Linked DNA regions of Sus scrofa: region 2 is linked to region 1. A link is a contact called in public Hi-C data. All regions are on one chromosome and are shown on one strand. The core of a region is the stretch at or near the end of the contact, and the rest is flanking DNA. Distances in the headings are between cores, read along the strand shown. Region 1 holds the start of CDCA5 (sororin). Region 2 holds the start of GPHA2 (glycoprotein hormone alpha-2).

Region 1 (6,608 bases), core at 2,320-4,819:
ACTGTCCTGCTCAGGGGCCTCTGACTCTGGCTCTCACTCCCACTCCCCTGCCCTGGCATCCTGCCGCACCAGACCCTGTGTACCTGAGCAGCTGGGCCAGCCAGCCCAGGGCAGGCCGGCGACGGTACTTGTCATCGTCGTAATCCCCGTGGAGGCCTGGTACCCGGGCATCATCCCGCGTGTCATACACCTTCCTCGGGGCCGAGGCTGCAGGGGCAGAGCCACCGGCATCCACAGGCTCAGGAAAACTGGCCCACAGCGGGGTGGGGAGGGGAGGGCAGGAGACCCCGCCCTTCTCAGCCGGAGTCTCTCGGAATTGTTGGAAGGTAACGTCTCTGACGGGAGTGAGGAAGGGGCCCTGCGAGTGGGTGTCTGGACCAGAGCGCCCGCCATACAGACCACCCCAGTCCCGTCCTATCCTTCTCTGGCCTGGCCCATCCCCCGGCTCACCGTGAGTCAGCGGCTCAGAACTGCCCATGTGGATCACTGTGTGCTGCTCAGGCCGGCTCGGGGAAGCGGGCGGCCGGGGGACTGGGCTGTAGAAGGCTGGGGCAGCAGAAGCACTGGCTGTCTCCTCTTGTGTGGGGCTACTGCTGGCTGTGGGCAGGAACAGAGCTGTCAGCAGAGCAGGGAGGCAAGGCCCCAACGGCAGGTGGAGACCAGCGCTTACCATTAAAGCTGGACCAGTCAGAGAACTCAGAAGTGTTGAGGGGCTCGGGCTCTGGGCTCGCCATCTCGTCAATCTGGAGAAAAGAACCAATGATGTCACCAGCCTGCCCGGTGCTGTCCCCACCCACTCATCTGGCCCAGGTGGGACCCAGGGCAGATGGGCTCTCACCAGAGGAAGGCCTAGTCCTGCCCGGGCCCAGTTGACCGTGGCCAGCTTCTCTCTCAATGCGGAGGCCACCGGGCCAGCCAGGTTGGCTGGAGGGAAGATGGGGCCACTGCAGCTGGGGCACTGGTAGCCAGCAGGCGCTGTGTTTCGGGGTAGCTGGGCGGCACGTTCATTGAGGCAGGCCCAGTGGAAGAGATCTTAGGGCCCGTCAAGTGGTGGAGGAGAGGCATGAAGAGGAAGACACTCAGGACCCCTTGGCCAACAGAGCCCCCAGCCCGCTATGAGATATACACACGCAAGTGTAAGCCCAGCCCTTTTTCCCATCCCCATCCCAGGTCCACTTCCTCAGCACTGCCTACAACCTTGGCCACCGTGGCCACCACTATCTAAGTCATGGCAGATCCAAGCTCCCCAGCCCACTAGGAGGTGAGGGTGGATGGGAAGAAGACGCCACCTACCATTTCTGAGAGTCCTCTCTGGACCTGCACTTATCACAAGCTCCCTGGACTAACAGCTCATCATGAACAGTTTCGGAAAAGGTTCCCAGAGACAGACACAGGCACATGTATGTGTGTACACAACCATGGGCACAAATATACACAAGCACAACTGCCAGCCCCTGTATCCACACTTACGGGGAAACTAACTTTCACGTATACACATCTATACACTCAAGTTTGCTAACACTTAAGCACTCTCACTTGTGCATACTCCCGCAACCCTACAACACACCTGTGCTTGTGTGTTTGCATGCAGTTACCCATTCACTCACCCACAGTACCAACACACTAACACCTAGGCCAAGACACGATGCCCATTAAACTTATGCACATGTAAACACACACTCACAGTGAAAAACACATACATGGAATTCACTCTTTTACACTAGTTTCCTTCAAAAAGGGCAGCTGAGGAGTTCCCGTCGTGGCGCAGTGGTTAACGAATCCGACTAGGAACCATGAGGTTGGGGGTTTGGTCCCTGGCCTTGCTCAGTGGGTTAATGATCTGGCGTTGCCGTGAGCTGTGGTGTAGGTTGCAGACTCAGCTCGGATCCTGCATTGCTGTGGCTCTGGCGTAGGCCGGTGGCTACAGCTCCGATTGGACCCCTAGCCTGGGAACCTCCAAATGCTGTGGGAGCGGCCCAAGAAATAGCAAAAAGACAGAAAAAAAAGGGGGGGGGGCAGCTGAGGGTCTTACACCATTCAGGTCAAGGTCAGGACTCATGCCTCTGCTGACTTCTTTTAGCTGACGTTACTGCAGGAAACTCAGTTCCTCTCTGTTTCATCTTAGACTCAGAAATGGCTCCCGAATGTCTGAAAGCCCCATGCGTTCAGCTCGCTTCTGGTACGGCTAGCTACTGCTTGCAGCCACAACTACACCCACAAGTTTGGCTGGCTCTCACTCAACCCTCGACATTGGCAGGGAAGAAATTAGGAGCTTTAATTTCTAGGGACAGACACTAAAGCCCAGAAAGGGAAAAGTGACTTGCCTGAGCTCAAAGCAAGTAACCTAGCTGGACCAGAATCTGGGGCTCCAGCCTCCCAGGCCTGAGTGTCTCACTGTGCTGTTGCTTAGGGAGGGCCTGTTAACTAGTCATGCTGGGCCTGTCCTGATCCCCCCAAGTTGCCCAGGCCTCACCATAACAGATGAGGCGGGTCGTCTCCCGGGTGGCCAGGGGTACGTTGCACAGGCGGCAATTGGGGTTGTAGTCGCTATCTTGGAGCCACTGCAGATAGGACTGGACGATGCACTGGAGTGGGAGAAAGAGATCACAACTGGAGCAAGGGCTCCACAGCCCATCTCCCCAAGGCCCAGATGCCTCTTTTTCTCTCATCACAGAAGAGCCCCATCCTTTCATTTGACCAATGGAAAGACACATATTGAACACATACTGTATGCCAGACTCTGTCTTAAGAACTAGGGATGTAACAGTGAACAAAATCAATTAAGCTCTTGCCCTCGTGGAGCTTCCACTCTAGGGCCAAGACCTTCATGGATTTGGAGGAAGTCAATACCAACTGCCTACCTTGTGCCCTGCACAGGCACTCCCTTGAACACCCACCTTGGCATGATTGGCTACCAGACAGTGCTCGCAGACGTTGACTCGGTGTTCGAAGCAGAACAGGTTGGTCACTTTCCTCTTGGGGCACTTGCAAAGCCCCATAGTCGACCCTGAGGAAGGGGGTCAGAAGTGGCAGGGGACCAGGTTCTGGGGGCCGCCACTACGCACTCACCAACTCAGTTCGTTTCCACTCTTAACCGCCTTCGACACCTCTTGTATTCGCCCCAACCCCACATTCCTGCCCACCGTCCCTCTTCACTCCGAGACACGCCCCCTGCATAAATCCCACCTCCGGAGACCCCCCCATTCCTCCCATATCCCACCCGCGGCCAGACCCCTCCGATACCACCGGCCCCGCCCCCAGGGGCCCCTCCTGAGCCCCACCCCCTCAAGCCCCGCCCCCACCTCCTCCACAGACCGTACTCTGTGTTACCAATCCGGGGCTGCACCGGTCCCCAGAGGCGCGAGCTCCGCTCCGAGCCGCAGAAGGTCAGACTGCGCTCAGCCGAGTTCTCGCTCAGCTTTCTCCAGCTCAGAACGCTCCGATTATCCCTCCGCTGCCACGTCTCTTCCGGGTGCGGCGCGTGCTGATGACGCCAGCGCGCCACTGGCCCCGCCCCTGCAGACGCTAGACGTGGAGGCGGGTGCAAACGGTGTAACCAGGGCTTATCGGTCCTCCCGCCCAACGTCACTTCCGCTTCCTCCCGAGCGAGGCGGGCAATTCGAACGTTTGCGCTTCGGGTTGGCGCGGGAGCGTGCGGCCGTGGCGTCGGCGGCGAAGATCGAGCCCAAGGCTAGACATGTCCGAGAGGCGAACGCGGTCCGGAGGGGCCGCCCAGAGCTCCGGTGAGCGGAGGGCGCGAGGGAGAGATGGGGCTGAGCCGTTTGAGGGACGCAGTTCCGTGAGGAAGGCCCTCCCGCCACCCTCACTGCCTTTGGAGGCTTGTTCCCCGCCCAGGAAGGTGTCCACAGAGGGCTTGTTTGGGAGACTCTCTCGCTCTCTCCAGAACCTGAGGACTCTAAACTCTAAGGTCTAGAGTCCTCCCCCGCCTCCTAAATTTTTCTCTTTCCAGGGCCCAGGACCCCAACTCCTACTCAGTCTCTAAGGAGGTCCCAGCGGAAATCAGGCTCTGATCTTCCAAGCACCTTCCCAGAAATCCGGCCTAAGGTGAGCCCGGGATTCCTCAGTCCTCCTGCTCCGGAGGCCCCTGGACGAATGCAGAGCTCATGTTCACCCCTCTTCCTCCAGGCACCCCAGGCGGCTCCAGTCCGAAAGCCCATCGTCTTGAAGAAGATCGTGGCCCATACTGTAGAGGTGAGGGCTGAGAGAGGGTTTGAGCACGGGGAGCCAGAATAGGGGGCCGGCTGTGTGATCACTTAATGTTGTCTCCACAGACTCCATCTGTTCCCACGCCTCGAAGAAGCCCCAGGGTAAGTTCGTTTTCATTTTCTTAGTTGAAGGCAACCCAGGACACTCGAGCTGGGGCGTAATGGCTGCTCACATCTGCCTGGGGAGCTGTTTTTGTTGTATTTTGAAATAATTTACCTTTGGATACCTGCATGTGTTGCCAGTTTGGCTCACTTCTTGCATACTTGCGGTGTCTAGCTATTGTTGCGCTGGTATTCTCTACCATTTTCCTTTAAAAGTTGAGCTGTGGTTTTTTTTTTTTTGTCTTTTTAGGGCTGCACCTGCGGCATATGGAGGTTCCCAGGCTAGGGATCTAGTTGGAGCTGTAGACACTGGCCTACACCAGAGCCACAGCAATGCGGTATCTGAGCCGCATCTGCGACCTACACCACAGCTCACGGCAACGCCAGATCCTTAACCCACTGAGCGAGGCCAGGGACCGAACCTGCAACCTCATGGTTCCTAGTTGGATTTGTTTCCGCTGCGCCACGACGGGAACTCCAAGAGTTGAACTGTTTTAATTACTTTTTCTAGTCTGTTGTCCTTAGTATAGTATAATGTCCTTAACTGTTTTAGCAGAAATCATAGTTAAGGAGTTTCAGTAACAAGATCTGTGCCTGAAGGTATCATAAATGAGAAATGGTAACTGTCTTTGAGTAGCTCACAAGGCTTACAGTCAAGTGGGGAGAAAGAAAAAAATAAGTGGGAACAGTGTGCTGAAGACTGCAAAAGAGAAAGGACTAGGAGCTATGAAGGTGCCTAACCCAGACCAGGCAGCTTGGGGTATGTTTCACAGAAGCGTTTAAACAGAGTCGATGAAAACAGGTTGGGGGCATCCCAGGCAAAGGAAGCTGTGCTTGCAGACATCCTGAGTCCACAAGGAAAAGCACGAGGTTCGGGGAGCGGTAGCTTGTTTGGTGCGTCTGCAGCCGACCTTGGCAGGGAGTGTGCTAAGCCAGAGCGGATCTTGATGAGGCATGAAAGCCTAGCTTTCCTAAGCTTGGTTGGGCTTCCTTCTTGGCTCTGTGGGCAGCTTTAGAGAGTCTTCAGCAAGGTAGTAACTGAGGCAAGCCTGGATGTTTTAGAAAGATCCCTCTTGGGTCTGGGTGGAGAACAGGTTGGAGGAAGCCTTCTGGGGACCTCAGGCCAGGTGGGAGGACTTGAATGGAATCCTGAAGTGAGGTAGTGGGAGCCTGAAGTAAGGGAAAGGCAGAGTGCTGCTTTGCCCCCGGCTTACCACACAGCCACCCCTGTCACACAGGACTCAGCTCAAAGGACAGCTCCTCCTGGAAGCCTTTTCCATGTGGTTCTCCATAGGCCTTGTTCATAGCTGAGAGTATATTATTTGCATGTTTGTTGTCTCGAGGGCAGACTTCTGCCTCCACTATGATAGCCACTCTTTCTTATTGGTCGAATAATAGATTCATGAAATTGAGCCCCCCAAAAAACTGCAAGGACGTGGATGACTGCTTAGCTGTAGGGATTGAGGAAGTAGTCAGTGACCCCTCATTTTGTTCAACATCCCTTTTACTTAGACTCATGGGGCAGATTCCCCAGAGCTTGTACCAGGAACTAACCCTCCCCCCTCTCTTAATCAGTTTACTTTTTATTTTATTGAAGGATAATTGATTTACAGGGTCATGGTAGTTTCAGGAACTGGCTTGATAACCAAATATAACTTTATTAGACCAAAAGTGTCACTGAATTTGTCTTTTTTCTCTCCTTGCCTTGGCCGTCAGGAAACTCAGTGCCACGTTTTGCATAAGTTAATTCAGTGAGCATTTATTGAACACCTGCTGCATGCAGGGCTCCGCTGAAGGCGCTAGACATGGGCACAGGCAAGGTTAAGGTCCAACAGGTGGAAAGCCCTGCTCATATGTGAAGCTCACAGTCTAATTGGGTGTGACAGTCAACCAGTGAACAGCGAAAATGAGATAGTGATGGACTATCTGAGTCCACAAGGAAAAGCACGAGGTTTGGGGAGCAGTGGCTTGTTTGGTGTGACTGCAGCCGACCTTGGCAGGGAGTGTGCTAAGCCAGAGCGGCCTCCAGGAAAGAGGCCATTGTGACGGAGGGTAACTGGCAGGGGTGAGGACGGCTGGTCTCCAGTCCATGGGGAGGGTGGCCTCCCTGAGGAAGCAGCATTTGAGCTGAGATCGGAATTACGAGGAGCCAATATGTGAGCCTCTTAATGCTCATGTCAGATTAGGCACTGTTCCCACCCTTCCCGTGGCTCCTTGGGTCCCGGAGCAAGAGGCTCCATGGGTCTCCCCTTACTGTGGCCACAGAGCGCCTCCGACGCC
Region 2 (6,608 bases), core at 3,033-5,532, 140 kb after region 1:
TATGGGATTTGAGGGCTTTGTGGAAAAGCTTATCAGATATATTAGCTTAGGAGTTCCTGTTATGGCTCAGTGGGTTAAGAACCTGACTACTATCCATGAGGATCCGGATTCAATCCCTTGCCTCACTCAGTGGGTTAAGGATCCGGCCTTGCTGTGAGCTGTGGCATAGGTAGCAGATGCAGCTCAGGTCCGGCGTTGCTGTGGCTGTGGCTTGGCCAGCAGCTGCAGCTCTGATTCAACCCCTAGCATGGGAACTTCCGTATGCCACAGGTGTGGCCCTAAAAAAAAAATCAGCTTGTGCTTAGGATGGGGGATATGTGCTAACTTTCCTGGGAGTTTGCTGTGCCTCTGCCCCTAGATACACCCTCACAGTCTGTAGCCCTCTTGCTGTAGAATTCTTCACCTGCAAAATGACTCAAGGAACTCCCCCAGCACTACGGGGTAGTCAGGCCCTTAGGTTCTGTCCAGAGGAAGGGAGTGGCCAATTGGCAGACAGTCGCAAAGGAAATACATAAACCATGTTTCTGACTATCAGGGTATGTCCTGGAATAGTATAGAGGTTGTAGGATATCCCTTCAAAGTGCCGAAGAAGGTCTATAAGCTGTAGCACAGGGAGAAATAATAAGATTTGCGTTGTAGGGTGCCGGCTGCTTATGCCATAGTCATGTTTCTGCTGCCCTGGCTCTAGCCATGCTGCTCCTATTTACATGTTTATTGGCAATGTGCCCTTGTACATCATGTCCCCATCTGGAACGCTCTCCTCTCTTGGTCCCTTGATGCCGTCCACCAAGGTCCCATCTAAATAACACTTCCCCTGTGAGGTCGTCCTTGAATAACCACTGCCCCCTGTATCCACTCCTCCTCAGCAATCACAGCACCTGCATAGACGGATGGAATCGTCTTATCACACTGTCTTGTAATACTTAGTTTATATGTCAGTTTTACCACATAGATTATTCTTTTCTCGAAGGTAAAGGAAAGGTTCTCCTGATTTCTAAAACCTCAATATTCTGTCCTTGGCAATAGTTGGCACTCACAAACATGGAATGGTATGTTAAACTCAGCTTGGTTTGTTCTTAGCTCTTAAATATTATGATTTTAGAGGGACAGTGTTTGGGAAGATGAGGTGAGAACAGAACAGTCCTATGGAAGGAAAAACGGCATCTGTCTGGGCAGTCAGAATCCAGGCCCAGAGCTAGAGGTGAAATCACCTCCCCAGCAAATAGCATTCAGACCACCAAGCTGTAAAAGTGTCAAATCTAAGACTTTTCTTGGTCTTTTTATCAGAACAAGGCAAGAAAAACCCAGCAGGAATGGCAGGAAACTCCAGCATTTGCTATCACTGATGTCCAGGACCAGGGTAGGTTCTGGGAAATTCCTGTTTCTTCTCCTCAGTAATCGTCCTGTCCCCTTTAGTTCTCTGACATGCGGAGCAGCACAGAGCTCTGAGTCTGGGCGCGCTCGGCGTTGGCCATCCTCCAGGCTGGGGGCCCGCTCTTGAGTAGCAGAAGCCCCGTGGTTCCCAAAAGGAGTGAAGGGGGCAATGCATGTCCATGTGCTTCTGATAGTGAAACTGACGCTCCCACGAGTTTAGAACATTTCTGTCGTAAAACTGGTGAGTGTTACAGAGACCTTGGGAGGGATGTGTTTCACTTTTCTATCCTGGAGAACAATCTCTGGGAAGCTGTCTCTCCTCCTCTTCCCTTGGGAGCGTGAGTGTTAATATAAGGTGCAGACGGACGCTCAGCAGGGGCTGGGAATGCACGTGGAGGTGTTGTCCTTTCATCCTGCTGCTCTTTCACTCAGCATGAGGATTCAGTGTGGACTGCAGTTATCATAGATGCAGGCCTGTAAGCAGGTGAGTTCTTCAACAAGTTGTCATTCCATGCGACAACACACCAGCCGTGGTAGGTGTCTAGGATTTGAGCAGTGTAAAAATCTGAGGGACCTGACTCTGAAAATACTCCAAGGTCAGAATAGCATCTACTGCACTGAGATGAAACTGGGAAGGTCGAAGCAAACAATTCACCGGGCTTTAAACAACCCTGCTTTGAGGCTGCCCTTGGCTCACGCTCAATATCCTGCCTTCTCCTGCTCACACGAAAGTCACCCACAGACTCACACCTTTTCCTGCCTGAGTGTTTTCCTTGCAGATTCTAAGTGGGGAGACAGCCCAGCAGGGAAGACTGTCCCACCATTGCAGCAAAACAATCCCCCTCCACCTGAAGGACCCGGAGATCTGCAAACCAGTGGCTTCTTTGGGTTTCTAAGGTAGAACAGATTTCTTTCCTGCATCAAACTGAGATCCAGGCAACCTAGCTCCAGAGCCTGCCTCCTTGAGTCTCTCAGGGAAATTAGATGAGAAAACAGTTTACCTGCATAACCTCTATTTTGCCCAGGGCAGATAATGGAAATGAGATTGAGCATGAGGGCCCTAACTGTGAATTCAACGAAGATCGTGTCTTGGTCGTTTTTATACGACCTACCCCATCCCGATGTGCTCAGCGTTCGGCCTGATTCCATACATGCTGCTGAGACAGAGACCATTATTGTGTTTGGGTTATTCACATGATTTGCTTACCAAATTGTTTCCATTCTCCCTCTGAATCTAGGCTCTATCTTCAGAGTCTCTTTTGCAGAGTGTAGTTAGCAAATCCCTTTATCTCTGGAGGGCTCAGCCATCCCATTGCAGTTCTTCTTCATTTCCGCCTCCTGAGTACAATCTAACTTTGGTACCTTTTCAACTGCTGTTTCAGACTTGAGTTTTATTCAGTGGTCTCTCAGAGCAAAAATGCCCTAGCTATTGGAGCCCTGACGGGGCCTGGGAGAAGGGACGTGGGCCTCTCGAGTCTCAACCTGCTCTGCTCTCCTTCCTGCAGCTCTCTCTTCCCGTTTCGGTATTTCTTCAGAAAGAGCACCCAGTGAGACTTCTGAGTGCAGCGGCGGGAAGGGCTCTGTCTCTTGCAGTGACTCCCCCAGTCCACCCTCTGCTTATGACATTCCAGTCACGGGATCCGAGAGCCCCAACTCCCTGAGTCCTCCCGCGGGTTCGTCCAGTCATTTGCCTCTTCACAATGGAATGTTTTTTCCCAATTTAAAACACTAAGAAAAGAATGTAACTTTCTGAAATGCTCTAGTCTGAGAATTTTACTGCTCCATGGGCCAGTTAGGTCTTTCATCTCCAGCACTTAGATTCCTAATGACAATAAATTATTTATGAAGAGTTATTGACTAAATTTAGTGAGCTAGAAAGAGGGAAAGAGAGCAAACTCTTTCCTCAAGATATAGGGAAACGTCCATGCCTGAAACCTCCCCGGGGTCTCCCTGGTTACTGTCCACAGAACGCTTTGGGTGGGTGGGGTCTGAACCTGACCTCAAATCTTTTTTTTTTTTTTTTGTCTCTTTAGGGCCACACACACAGCATATGGAGGTTCCTAGGCTAGAGGTCCAATCAGAGCCATAGCCGCCATCCTACGCCACAGCCACAGCAACACCAGATCTGAGCCGCATCTGTGACCTACACCACAGCTCAAGGCAACTCCAGATCCTTAACCCACTGAGCGGGGCTAGCGATCGAACCTGCGTCCTCATGGATACAAGCCAGGTTCATTACCACTGAGCCACAATGGGAACTCCCTGACCTCAAATCTTAAACCCCCCTGGGGGGGGTTAGAGAACAAAGTCTTACAAGACTCAGTGTCCTAAGCCCTGCTGACGCTCAAGAAATCACGTCTCCTCCATTCACCCACTTTGACCCCAAAGCGCTGTCTCTTGGTAGATAAATGCTTCTCACTTACCCACCCCTTTGGCTTTTGGCAATAATGGAGATTAGTTTATTGGATTAACTGGAAGTCAGGGTAGGTTAGGGCCCTGGAGAAGACCAGGACATCCAATCTGTCTTCATGTAACCCAAGGGCTTATGTGGAACAGACAGACTAGATTTGTGTTGTGTGGCCACCACAGAGGGGCACAATAATATATGGGAATTGAGGGCACTCATTTGAGCTCAGAACAAAGGAAACACTTTTTTTTTTTTTTTTTTTGTCTTTTGTCTTTTTTGTTGTTGTTGTTGTTATTGTTGCTATTTCTTGGGCCGCTCCTGCGGCATATGGAGGTTCCCAGGCTAGGGGTTGAATCGGAGCTGTAGCCACCGGCCTACGCCAGAGCCACAGCAACGCGGGATCCGAGCCGCGTCTGCAACCTACACCACAGCTCACGGCAACGCCGGATCCTTAACCCACTGAGCAAGGGCAGGGATCGAACCCACAACCTCATGGTTCCTAGTCGGATTCGTTAACCACTGCGCCACGACGGGAACTCCCAGGAAACACTTTTTAACTGCAGAGATGTCCAGTATCTAATGGGCCACCTTGTAAGGTAATGAGCCTTTGTCACCGTGCCTAGTCTTTAAACAGAGCCGATTATCTGTCAGATGCTGAAAGTTTCCCCAATAAGTGGGAAAGCTGGGGCTAGATTGCTGAGGTCCCTCGGAGACCCCTTGTTCTGATGCCCTTCCCTTGGGTGGGGAGGGAAGAGCTGGGCTTGCTGAAGGGCCCGGGACCTGAGGGGAAGAGGGCTGAGGGGGAAGCATGGTGTGTGAGGACCAGAGGGCTAGGGACAGGTTGTGTCTGCAGCCCTTGCCCGGCTTTCCCAAACACAGCCTCCTTCCGAAGCTGTTGAAAGGCACAGCTCCAGAATCTAGAGAGCTGAATACCATTCGGACTGACGAACTTACAGTGAAGCCTTGGCCAAGTCAGTTTCCTTTCTGGTTCTTATTTTCTCCTCTGGAAAATGAAGGGGTAGGATTTGATGAGCTCTCAAGTGTCTTCCCGCCCTGGCAGCCTGTGTGGTTGGCTCCAGCACCCTGAGAAGGTCAGTGAGGCAGTGGCCCTAGGGCGTGTGGGCCAGAACCACCACCGGCGTCCTTGGATCTCCTCCCTGCCCCAGCCCCCGTGGCTCCTGCTGACCAGGGGTCTTCTTCTAATTTGCCCTGTTCTTGCCCCAAGTATAATTTAGCACCATGCATGAACAGTAAGAGATTGGCTTTTCAAATCTGCCCCCGGCATGAACTAGCTGTGTGACCTTTAGTCACTTTCCTTCTCTGAGCCTTAGTTGCCTCACCAGTAAAACCAGAGCCAGGGCTGGACTCAATGATCAGGTTTTCTGGGGTCGACAGCTTCGCGCTCTTCTAGGAGTCAAGTCCCTGTTATTCCAGGGATTAGCAGGAGCCCCACTCTGTAGCTGACCCCCAGGATGAGAAATCACCCACTCGACAGTGAAAATAAAGCTCTGAAACGGACTTGGGAACCCCCATTTTTCCCTGGCTCTGCCACCAAGCGTCTCAGGAGACCCCCACTATCACTTCTCCTGTCCATGCTCTCCTTTGCAGTGGGTGAGAGGCAATGGTGAGTTCAATAGTTTAAGGTTGGGCTGGCAAAGCCCTAAACAGAAATGTCCTGCCTAAAGTCACACAGCAGAGAACCCAGGTGGCCACAACACAGCCCAGTCCGGAGCCGTCTCGCCCCACCTGCACACACGCTGCCCTCTCCCGGCTCCTGGGCTTTCTCTACACCTCACTTCCCCAGCCCGGGGCGCAGGCTGCTTTCGGACAGGAGGGCAGCAGAATCCGTCCGCCCTCTGAGGACCACACCTCAGAGAAGAGCAGGATTTCCCAGGTGGTTTTGCTGTGAGGCTTCGGCAGAGGCAGGCCTGAAAGCCGATCTCCGAGAGGGCGTGGCTGCAGAATGCTGGCAAATAAAAACTGGGAGAGCCTCGCGGCTGGAGACCACAGGAGGCAAGAGGAGCCACTCCAGCCACTCAGTTCCTGGGCCTTGGAAGCGGTGAGCTCACTGAGGCAGGAAGAGCCCCGGTAGGGCCTGGGGACTGCAGATAAGGGTCCTGCAGACCAGCGTGGGGCAGATGGAGGGAGGCAGAGGTTTGTGCTCCAGATGGTGGAGGAAATTCCAGGGGAGCATCACCGCAGTGGGCTGATACACAAGTCACGTTGAGACAGCTGCTCACCCTCACACGCATCCGGAGAGACTCACTGGCAGACACGCACATGCACAAGCACACGCACCCAAAGGCAGATGCCAGGAAAAGACAGCCCTCTCTGCATGCCTTGCCCCGTCGGAGACCAGCCTAGCCCTGGCTCCGCCAACTTAAAGCCCTCGCCCTCCCCCCTGCTCACTCCTCTAGAGACATCTGTCTACCCACTGTGTTTCAGATGCCCATGGCCTCCCCCCAAACCCTGCTCCTCTGCCTGCTGGTCCTGGCAATCCCTGAAGGCCAGGGTCAGCAGGCAGCCATCCCAGGCTGCCACTTGCACCGTAAGTAACCCTGGGAGCAGACAGCTGGGTGGGAGCAAAGCTCTGATGGACTGGACCGAGGGGTGGGCGGCACCCTGGAGGACCCGGTGAGGCTCAGGCAACAGGAGCTGAGTGAGCCTTCGCAAAGGCACCATCTCCCGCCTGCCTTTCTCCTTCCAGCCTTCAACGTGACCGTGCGAAGTGACCGCCAAGGCACCTGCCAGGGCTCCCATGTGGCACAGGCCTGTGTGGGCCACTGTGAGTCCAGTGCCTTCCCATCCCGGTACTCCGTGCTGGTGG

Evidence for each region. A called contact is a pair of places that touch in the nucleus more often than the background predicts.
Region 2: a contact with region 1 is called in a Hi-C map of epiblast stem cells, with 2.8 times the contacts expected there. The contact joins the promoter of GPHA2 here to the promoter of CDCA5 in region 1. A contact is called at or near these places in 2 of 47 Hi-C or Micro-C datasets (epiblast stem cells and liver) and 1 of 2 datasets of contacts at active chromatin or transcription factors (skeletal muscle).

The regions. Positions count from the first base shown.
Region 1 is chr2:7,100,079-7,106,686 of Sscrofa11.1, forward strand. It overlaps CDCA5 (sororin), which reads left to right and starts at 3,570. Exons shown (of 6, transcript XM_003122566.5): 1 at 3,570-3,743; 2 at 3,971-4,065; 3 at 4,147-4,212; 4 at 4,293-4,328. The coding sequence starts at 3,698. ZFPL1 (zinc finger protein-like 1) reads right to left here and starts at 3,503. Exons shown (of 8, transcript XM_021082868.1): 1 at 3,321-3,503; 2 at 2,898-3,007; 3 at 2,474-2,585; 4 at 839-1,032; 5 at 671-743; 6 at 451-597; 7 at 84-335. The coding sequence starts at 2,999.
Region 2 is chr2:7,241,005-7,247,612 of Sscrofa11.1, forward strand. It overlaps GPHA2 (glycoprotein hormone alpha-2), which reads left to right and starts at 4,283. Exons shown (of 4, transcript XM_003122551.4): 1 at 4,283-5,840; 2 at 6,227-6,329; 3 at 6,489-6,608. The coding sequence starts at 5,745. It overlaps MAJIN (membrane-anchored junction protein), which reads left to right. Exons shown (of 11, transcript XM_005660723.3): 9 at 1,288-1,360; 10 at 2,154-2,271; 11 at 2,880-3,396. The coding sequence ends at 2,925.